Linked DNA regions of Zea mays: region 1 is linked to region 2. Evidence: chromatin contacts called from public Hi-C data. All regions are on one chromosome and are shown on one strand. The core of a region is the stretch at or near the end of the contact, and the rest is flanking DNA. Distances in the headings are between cores, read along the strand shown.

What was found. Hi-C and Micro-C count contacts between places; a contact is called where the count stands out from the background.
Region 1: a Hi-C map of leaf mesophyll shows a contact between it and region 2, with 2.8 times the contacts expected there. The contact joins the promoter of LOC103626126 here to the promoter of LOC100275178 in region 2. A contact is called at or near these places in 5 of 25 Hi-C or Micro-C datasets (ear, endosperm, leaf and 1 more).

The regions. Positions count from the first base shown.
Region 1 is chr5:24,820,895-24,825,765 of Zm-B73-REFERENCE-NAM-5.0, reverse strand. LOC103626126 (nucleoprotein TPR) reads left to right here and starts at 3,389. Exons shown (of 7, transcript XM_020538231.3): 1 at 3,389-4,293; 2 at 4,395-4,580; 3 at 4,684-4,803.
Region 2 is chr5:24,603,603-24,608,896 of Zm-B73-REFERENCE-NAM-5.0, reverse strand. It overlaps LOC100275178 (protein GRAVITROPIC IN THE LIGHT 1), which reads left to right and starts at 1,310. Exons shown (of 1, transcript XM_034059921.2): 1 at 1,310-3,680. The coding sequence starts at 1,401. The coding sequence ends at 3,251.

The DNA of each region.
Region 1 (4,871 bases), core at 2,140-4,639, 210 kb before region 2:
CACGCGTTGCGTAAAGTCAACGGGACGCCACGGACCGGGAGGCAGACGACCAACCAACTAATCATGCGGTATATTGTTACTCTGACACACATGAATGCTCGGAATAGGTGTTTTTTCTTGTTCTTTTATATAATCCATGTAGGTCCGCAGAAGATACAACTATGACATTCTATATATAGCCCAAATTTTAACTTCATCACATTAATAATAAATAGTATTATCAAATAAATCTCTAAATAAAATATTATAAAAGTTAGTATATGAGGTATTTATTTTATATTACAAATGGTTACAGTTTTTTTTTATATAAGTTGCCTATTTTTTTTTTGTTTGGCTCATGTGGGCATTTCACGATGGGTACGAAGCACAGTGAAAATGAGGGCAGATGCTGATACTATCAACCGACAGAAAAACCACTGTCGGCAGAGGCACGCTCGCATGCAGCTTGATAATAACCGTTCTACTCCACCGGTCCACCCCATCCATCCATCCACGGATGTTGCGCGGCTGGAGCTATACCATCCATCAGCTTTTAAAAACACTGCTCAGTCCCCTGCACAAAACTTTCTCCTTAATTAATCGACAATTATTCAGTAGGAGGGCCATGGAACTGCTCGCTAGTAGCTCCCGGCGCTCCCCGGCCGTCCCATCTGCACCTGCACGGCGGCGCCGGCGCTGCTGTCTCCGTACCGGTTGCGTGTGGATGCCGCTGCGTCTCCGTCGTCGTCTGCGTCGCTGCTGCATCCCTTAGGCTATCCGCACTCGTGGAACCCTAAATTTCTACTCTAAAAGGAATATTTCATCCTTGTCAGCGAGATTCTCTACTCTACCCTATAATACTCCGCGTTTATATTCACCCTAAATATCTACCCTATACCAACTACCCCATATTCTATCATTTTTCCTTACACTTTTTTATCCCCACCCTATTATCCAGCGACGCAAGCAAGCAGCTGGCGGGAGGCGACTGGCGGGAGGCAGAAGCAGCTGGCGTGCGACAGTACATAGGGTTGCCATCGTAGAACCCTTTATTCAGCGTTTCAGTTGCTCTACTGGATAATAGCGTCACGTATCGAGTCCTTCGCTGCAGCGTTTTCCAACTGTACCGTACACTCAAAAAGGTTCCCAGTCGCCCACTGCGGCCAGCCTTACGGAACCCAAATTTTCGAAGAGGGCGCTGTACGTTTATTCAGCTCCTGGCATAATATCGTCGTACGTCTAGACTTGGACGACTGACACTGTCAGTGCAGACTTTCTCAAAACAACACCTACACTTGTAATGGTTCCCAACTAAAAGCAGACAAGCAAGCATGCCCCGACCGGAATTGATCTGCCTCCACACGCCAACGGGTAGTGTACTACTACACTTTAGCCTGAGCCGGGGCAATAAAGCAAGATGAGGTTGGAGGAGATGATCCATCGACCATCGTGGCTGGGACCAATCCATCCATCTGCTGCATCTGCATTAGGGATGGCAACGGGGAATTCCCCGCCGGGGAATAGCTCCCCATCCCCGTCCCCGTGACGAAAAAACTTCCCCGCGGGGATCCCCACGAACGCTTGCGGGGAACATTTCTTCCCCATCCCCGTTCCCCGTGGGGATAAATCCCCAACGGGGATCCCCATCCCCGTTTAAATTACAATTAAGACATACGTACTTTGCTATTAATGTTAAATATTGTCACTTATACACATTGTCAGATATAAGAAATCATTATGCATACATCAAAATGAACACATTTGTACAATTAGTGGTCTCTTGATAAGGTAATTATTTATTTTTGTCGTTAACTAGTACACAAAAACATAGTCACGTGCAAGTTTAACGGGTCCCCGCGGGGAACGGGGATGGGGAATGCTTCCCCGTCCCCATCCCCGTTTACCCGTCGGGGGATAAATTTTCCTCGTTTATATCCCCGTGGGGGAAGTTTCTTCCCCATCCCCATCCCCTAATAGAGGAATTCCCCGCGGGGAATCGGGGATCGGGTCCCCATTGCCATCTCTAATCTGCATGCAAGTAGTAGTTAGTTAGCCCGCGTACGGAGTCGGCTGGGACTGAGGGATCAGATCAGACGACGGCGTGGGAGCTGCTGCTGCTGCAAGGGCCGCCAAAATAAACGACGAAACGAATCTTGTACGGGCAACAGCAGGATGCTGCTCGACATCTTTCTTTCCTCTTCTGCGATTGGCTTGATCTGCTCACGCTAACCTAACCTATAATTTGGGGATCTGCAGTACCAAATTGGTTGGTTGGTTTACCCTAGGCGCGATCAGGATCGGTCGCTCTTTGACCCGAACAGTAACTTACTGTGTGAAGTAAAAAGAAAAAAGAAAATGAAACTAGAAGTGATCATCAGCCAAGCACCGCAGCGTTCGATGATGCGCAACGCAAACACACTGTTTCCAAGTAAAATTAGGGCCCCACAAGTCAGCTTACGGCGGTTGGAAGAAGAGATTATCGGATTTTTTTCTTCAGGACGCGCGAAAAGTCCGACGGTGTGTAAGTGTATACCAAAGGAGGAAACACACGAAGCAGAGAGAGGATGGACAAGTTTGTATTTTTTTTTAAATGAAACTAGTGCCGGCTTTTATTAGCCTACTATGTGCGTTATGTTAGTTTTGCTCTTACATCCCTTCCTTACTTTGTGTAGAGGCTGACGGACTGTCCGGCTGAGCCGGCCGGACCATCCGCATGAGCACCGGGGACGTCCGTGCGCCGGTGCCGGACAGTTCACGATGCTTGAGTTAAGGAGTTTTGCTCGGCTGTTTGGTTGAGCATGCCCCAGCGCCTTCGCACTTGTTAGTATTTCTGTCTGGAGCCTTCCGAGCAATCTCTTCTTGTGTTATATTTGACGTGCGAGGATCGCCAATGATGATGTTTTTGTCTTTGCCTTTATCGGCCACTTCGGGCCGAACCAACACCTTTTTGCTCGTGGTTTCTATTGTATTGACAGGAAATGGTTGTGTGTCTACTTGTATCTCCTGACAAGCAAATCGACCCTCATTTATGGCTCTGGACTGTCCGGCAGGGGAAGTCGGACGGTCCGGACAAAATATCAGACGGTCCAGACAAAATATTGGACGACTCGTTACAAGTCGTTTTCCCGAGTTAATCATACGGTTTAGCTAACAATTTCCAAAAAAAAACTAAGAACCCTAACTAATTTTGCACATGCACGGATCATCCACGTCGTCACCGTGAACCGTCCGTCCACGCGGCACTTTTCTATGCTCAACAAGACTGTTATAAATTAAAACCAACCGAACAAGCCAGATCCGACTATTTGGAGTAAGAATCTTTGGTCTCAACTCTCAAGCAGTAAGTTCCTCACGTCACATGCCATGGTCCTGCCTCCATTTTCCACGGATGATGGATCAAAATCTAAGTGACGCGGAGCTCAATAAATAAATAAATAAACAAACAAATAAGAACATCCCGCAGACAGGCAGAAGGATGACAAGAGCAACAGCCGTACCCAGACTCAAGCAATGGCGTGGCAAAGTACTGCAGCAGGCAGCAGGCAGCACGGCAAGGCCGCAGCATATCCGTAGCAACGCTGCAGTACTTTCGTCACTTCTCACCGAAAACCAATCGCCCTCCTCCCCACGCCTGTGGACCCAAAAAAAATCAATTCGATTTTCTCTCTTCCGTTCTCCCCACACAAGAATTGACCTCCGTTTTATTGCCGCTCATCTCAATCTAATCTCTCTCTCTAGCTCCCCCAATCGCCAGATCACAGAGAGAGGGGAAGAGCGTGAGGAGGGACGAGAAAGCCAAGCTGTATAGCGAGAAAGCTCAGTTGAGTTCTGTTCTGCTTTTGTCTTCCTCTCTCGCTGGATCTACTACTCCCACCACTGCCTCTGCCTCGGCCTCGTTGCTGCTGGCTGCGTGCGTGACTGCGTGCCTTTGCCCAAAGCAAGCCTGCCTGCTCGGTGGCTCGCTTCGGTTGCAGCTGCAGTGACCTCACCCTGCCTCTATGCTTGCTCTCCCACCATGTGGTGGTGGTCTTCGCGCTCCAACTAACCCCCACCAGCAGCGCATCACACCACCGCATCGCACCGCGATGCCAACCCTGGTGGCGTCACGCGGCCCGGCGGCTTCTTCCGCGCGCCGCATTGCAATGCCGCCACCGCCGCTGGACGGACCCGTGAAGGAGTACTAGCTAGCTAGCTAGCCCAGCGGCAGCGGGCGAGGCGAAGGGAGCGGAGGTCGTTCTTGCAGACATGTTCAAGTCGCGGTGGCGCGGCGGCAGGGCCAAGGCCGTGTTCAAGCTGCAGTTCCACGCCACGCAGGCACGGCTCAGTCGCTCCGTAGCCCCGAAGCTCTGCTTCGGGTTTTATTATTTTGCTGTTGATTGACGCGTGACGGGAGGGGAGGGTGGTTCTTGCCGCAGGTGCCCGAGCTGGGATGGGAGGCGATGGTGGTGGTGGTGACGCCGCAGGACGCTGGCCGGCCGACGGCGCGGTCGGAGCCCGCGGAGGTCACCGATGGCGCGTGCCGGTGGGCGGCCCCTGTCATGGAGGCCACCAAGCTCCCCACCGGCAAGGACAAGATCTACCAGTTCCTCGTCTATGAGACCGTAAGCGACCTGCCGCCGCCGCCCGCTTCTAACCAACTCGTGATTAACCGCCGACCGTGACTCCGCCTGTCGATCTTGACTTTGGGCAATGCTGTCGGTGCAGGGGTCGAGCAAGGCGGCGCTGCTGGGGGAGGCCACGGTGAACCTGGCGGAGTACGCCGACGCGTTGAAGCCGTCGGTGGTGACGCTCCCGCTCAAGGGCAGCCCCGGTGCGCTGCTGCACGTGAGCATCGCCATCTCCGCTCTCTTCCCTCCCTCTCCCTCGCATCCCTTAAAGGCTTGTGCCGTTTT
Region 2 (5,294 bases), core at 61-2,560:
ACACTTTCCCATGGGGTCCGGACCCACTGTTGGCATCTTGGAGTGTATCGTTTTCTCTAGCCATATGGTGACCCTGGAGCCATCCATGTGGCGGGGTCGGGTGTTGTTCACCACGTGACTAGAGATAGTCGCGTGGATACCGCGTCCTTATGCTGTAGTAAGGGGTATCCCTGATCTAGGGTACCGATTTAAAAACTAAGGGCTGATTTAAAAACTTAAATCCTCTTCGAGATTTCCGGAAATTGAGTGGAACATTAACTGATTTTTCCACTTAAACACGGGAATGCCGAAGTAGAATTTAAGTTTCTAAACTAGCCCTAATGGTTCGATTTTCATGTGGATTAGGAAGCAAAGTGCCTGAACAAGGAGTCCATAACAAGGAATAAAGACGATGGCAAAATAGTATTATCTATTCTGATTTCTACTAGGAATGAAGAGCAAATATCTAAACAAAGAGCTAACCAAAATCGAATGGTTCTTTTTGTAATTGGAGATACAAGAATAAAAAAAGCTCAAGAAACAAAAATGAGGTGAATGCGAGGCTCCATTTAATTCTATTGTATTAAATTATTATTGATAATAGATACAAGTTATCTCGGAGGGACCGTTTACATCCTTTAATTGAATTTCGTTCTAACAATTGCAATTTAGCACAAATCAATTAAGCTAATATAATTTTATGTGGAATATATTCGTATACTACTTTTGTCATATGTAGAAGATATTTATGTGCTATATTTTTACTAAAGATAAATATGCTAAAGAATGTGTTATAAATTATTAGAGTACAAACATAGCCTGCTGATATATAAAATCAATTTTCATCTCTTACCATACGAATTCAAGATATATTTATATATAAATTTTAGAAAGTAAAGGAATATCAAATTCCAAGCTAAATAGTCTACTATATTAAATATATTCCAATTTCCTTCAAAATAAATGGATCTAAAGGCCCTGAGAGTTGAATGCAGAAATTTATAGAAGTCCACACATTATTCTCTTCCTTTTTTATATAACTAGTAGAGGAACCTGTGTTAATGTTACGATCCAGAGAAGGGGAGGGGCCAGCGGCGGCCCCGTGCATTGGCAGCGACGGTGGCGCGAGTGAGTGGGAAGGGTGGCACGAGAAGGAGAGGGATGAGAGACAAAGGATGATCCAAATAACACTGATGATTGGATTTGAGTGAGGATAAGTGTAGATATGATTTTAACTTGGTGGGTTTTGTAAAGTTTAAATTAGTGGATTATACATGGGTATAGATAAAGATTAGAACCTTTCAGAGAGAAGGCATGGATCAAACTTTTCTTTCCTTTCTTTTTTTTCTTGTAAATAGTAGCAGTAGAGCTGCCAGTTTTGCAAACATTCCAAACTTCAGACTACACTCTGATATGTTTTTATGTGTTCAGAAAACTGGTTCGGTCCTACTGTTGCTGTCCCACGCACCTCCTCTGTCAAAACAACTGAAACCTTTGTCACGGAAGACGGAAGCGCAGAAGCATCTTTTTGCCCCTATTCCTACCCGACGGAGACAGACAACCTTGCTTCTTTGCTCAAGCGCTCTCGTGCTTCTCAGTCCCAGCTCTCCTTCCCAGATCCCCACTTCTCGTTCGCGTCCTCCTTCCGTCGGCCATCGCCCACTACTCCTCGCCGTCCCACCGCCCCGCACCACCCAGGCACCCACACCCACCACTCACTTCCATTCCATCCCACCTCCGCGCTCCCGCAATTCGCGTCGCCGACACCCCGCCCCCGCTCGGCGCTGGAGAACAAAGAGCGCGACGAGCGCGCGGCGGCGGGCGTAGCCATGCTCCACAAGTTCGCGCTCGCGGTCAAGACCAAGACCATCGAGTTCTTCGCCGAGGAGGACGAGGACGAGGACGAGGACGCCGACCGGTTCGCGCGCTCTCTGTTGCCGGGGGCGGACGGGGTACTTGCCGGGCAGCGGGTTGTCGTGCTGAAGCCCGACCCGCCGAACCCTAACCCTAGCGCGGATGGGGACGGGAAGGCGGCGTCCGGGCAGGAGGCCGCCGTCGCCGCGGCGCTCGCGACGGCCTCGTCGTTCCAGGCGGCGTACCTGCACCTGCAGGCCGCCCACACGCCGTTCCTGCCGGACGCGGCGGCGGCCGCGGACGCCGCCGCGGTGTCGCACCTCCGGCGGCTGTCGGAGTTGAAGCGGATCGCGAGGGACGGGCCGGTGGACCCGCACGGCGGCGGGACCGGGACCACCCTCACGGCGCACCTCGAGGCCCAGGTGCGCGAGAACCAGGCGCTGCTGCGGTCCTTGGACGCCGTGGTGAACCGCCTGCAGGCCGCGCTGGACGCCAAGGACGCCGCGGCCGCCGCGCTGCGGCTGGACCTCGAGGCGCTGGACGGCGGCAACGCGCGGCTCGCGGGCCGCCTCGACCGCGCGCTGGCGGCCCCGCCCCCGCCGCAGCCGGGCGGCGGCGACGCCGTCGGCGCGATGCTGTCCGCGGGCGTCTTCGACTCGGTGCTCCGCGACGCCCTCCGCGTGGCGCACCGGTTCGCCCGCGCGCTCGCCGAGGTCCTCCGGCGCGCCGGCTGGGACCTGGCCGCGGCTGCCGAGGCCGCCTACCCCGGTGTTTCCTACTCCAAGGCCGGCCACTGCCGCTACGCGCTCCTCTCCCGCGTCTGCCTCTCCATGTTCGACGGGTTCGACTCGCACCAATTCGGCGCCACAGCTGGCACGGCAGAGCTCGGAGGAACCGAGCCGGCAACAACCCGTAGGAACGAGTCGTTGCGGCAATTCATCGAGCACTCGGACGCAGACCCCATGGAGCTGGTGAACTCGAGGCCGGACTGCGAGTTCGCCCGGTTCTGCGACCGCAAGTACAAGCAGCTGATCCATCCTGGCATGGAGTCCTCGCTGTTCGGGAACGCAGGCTGCGGGACGCTGCCGGTGATGAGCGTGGCCGGCCCACTCTACGAGCTGTTCGTCGCAATGGCAAGCTCGGTCTGGACGCTCCACAGGCTAGCCTGGGCGTATGACCCAGCGGTCGGCGTATTCCAGGTTGGCCGGGGCGCAGAGTTCTCGATGGTGTACATGGAGAACATTGTCCGGTCGTCCAAGGGTCTCGCGGGGAGCAGGGAGCCCGGGAAGCCGGCGCGACGACCGAAGGTCGGGTTCACCGTGGTGCCGGGCTTCCGGCTCGGAGGGACGGTGATCCAGTGTAGGGTGTATCTAGATCACGGGAAGAGGGGAGAGGAAACTATTATAGACTCGATTTGAGATGAAGCGAAACTTTATATATATGTATGTATAGTCAAAGAAAGAAACTGTACATTCGAAAACGAAAGGAGGTTATTATATGTGTAAAGGCGGTCAAGAACAGCGCGTGGAAATAATCTGCAGGATCGAAGTCGCTGGTCAATGATGAGTATAAAGAAAGCTACTAAGTATCTTTTGTTTTAGGGTTTTTTTAGCTGAAAGGAGGGGAAGGGGTAGTATTGTGTTGGGCTGTGTACAAAAAGGTCATCAGGTTCAGAGAGAGAGAGGAAGAGAGCTTTGTGTTCTAACAGAATCGAAGAGTTATTATTATTTATCTAATCTTCGGTAACTTATTTGTCTGTAGCTCGGTTCCACCTGTAAATGTGTACTTATGAGCACGTGCTTGCGGATCTCTAATATTTAGAAACCCAGCTCATGCACTTGTCGTGCTGAATGAGTAGTGTCATCTTGCCATAGTTCTCCGGATTGGTTTTTTTTTTTCTGTTGTCTGGTCGATTCAGCACTGTGGCATAGTAAGCGTGTTTGTCTCCCAAAACACCAGGCGCGGCAGTGTGGCACACAGCCACACACACACACACACACACACCTTCTGTCCGGAAGACAAGCTTAACGCAGTGTTGGGCTCGGTTCATGGCGTACAATCATCAGCGCTCTGCTAGCTAATTTTCCCGCGCCGTTCTCTTTTCCATTGAACAAGGTTTCGTAGTCGTGCAGCTACCGGGGGCATTGATTGATTTCCCAGTGGCACCCATCATCCATCCCTTTGACTCCGCACAGCTGTGCCTGTGTGGGCTCGTCTTGTCACCTACGCACGCACGCACGCAGACAAGCTGTATGACAATTGGACACATACATGATACATGGGTCGCTTTGCTTGCTGGCTGAACGGTGGCAGTTTCCGCGCACCACAGTCCCATGGTTCAGAAATAACATTCAGAATGCTGCGATGGACATGATCGCAGCTGGGCCCTGTAGAATGGTCTGAGATGTATGGCATCTGTCAACGTGCACGTGCACTAGGGTGTTCGTTGCTTCGGCTTCAGCCCAGCAGACGGGCTCTGCAGACTCTGATGCTCTGCCCCCCCCCGCGGGGCGGGGCATGTTCGCTGGGTTTCTTTGACCTCGCGGATTCCTGTCGTGCTCGCCTCGCGGCTTTTACAGCGGACTGCGCCGCGTGCCCGTCTATTCCTTGAGTTCGCTTTACTCCCGTGCCTCTTCTTGCCGCCCAAGGCGAGCACATCGTGCTGATCTGGTGGTCGGTCGCCTGCCACAGCCCACGGCTCTGCCGGGGTTAAGCTGCGGCACGCGTTCTCCATCATGTTGCCGCTGGGAGGAGGGTTTTTCTTTTTTTTGGTGACTGCCTGACTGGGACTCTCCATCATGCTGATCCAGCACTCTCGGTCACTAGCAGAAACTACAAAGTAAAAAAACCGTGGACTTCCGATTAAAAAAAAACACAGAAAGTGAAAACCCGTGGAAAAGCCGTTTTGGTCAGATCGGAATCGTATACTGCTGGCCAGTTGGGCCATGACGACGTTCGTTTCGTCTGTTGGACGCCCGTTGGGCCGCCCAACTACAACTTCCCGTGGCGCGAAGTAGTCGAGGTTTCGTGGCCGAACACATTGGAGGTTTCGATCCCTCGTGCGCTGGCCGCAAGAATCGCCGCGACGGCATGCATGGCTGGGTGCCCCCCCCCCCCCCCTGTTTGCAAATTCCCCTTTGTCAAACCAAACAGTTGCCCTGCTGCCCGGAATGGCGCCGGCGCGCGGCCCCAAAGCGGCACGGCACGCACGGCAGGGGGGAACGGCTCTTTAACGGTCACTTGCCCGTGCATTTCTTCGTTGTATAAGACAAAAATATGTATGTTCTATATAAAATATAAAAAATATGTGTGTTTTAATGGTTATGCAGTTGTGAATGTAGAGGCAACAACTGAGATTTATAACCCCGCTTGTCTACATTTTACTTTATTTTTGCATTAAGCGGAAAAGGACAGCTCAAACTGACGCTTTATATAGTAGAGATCACTTCATTGTTAGGCCA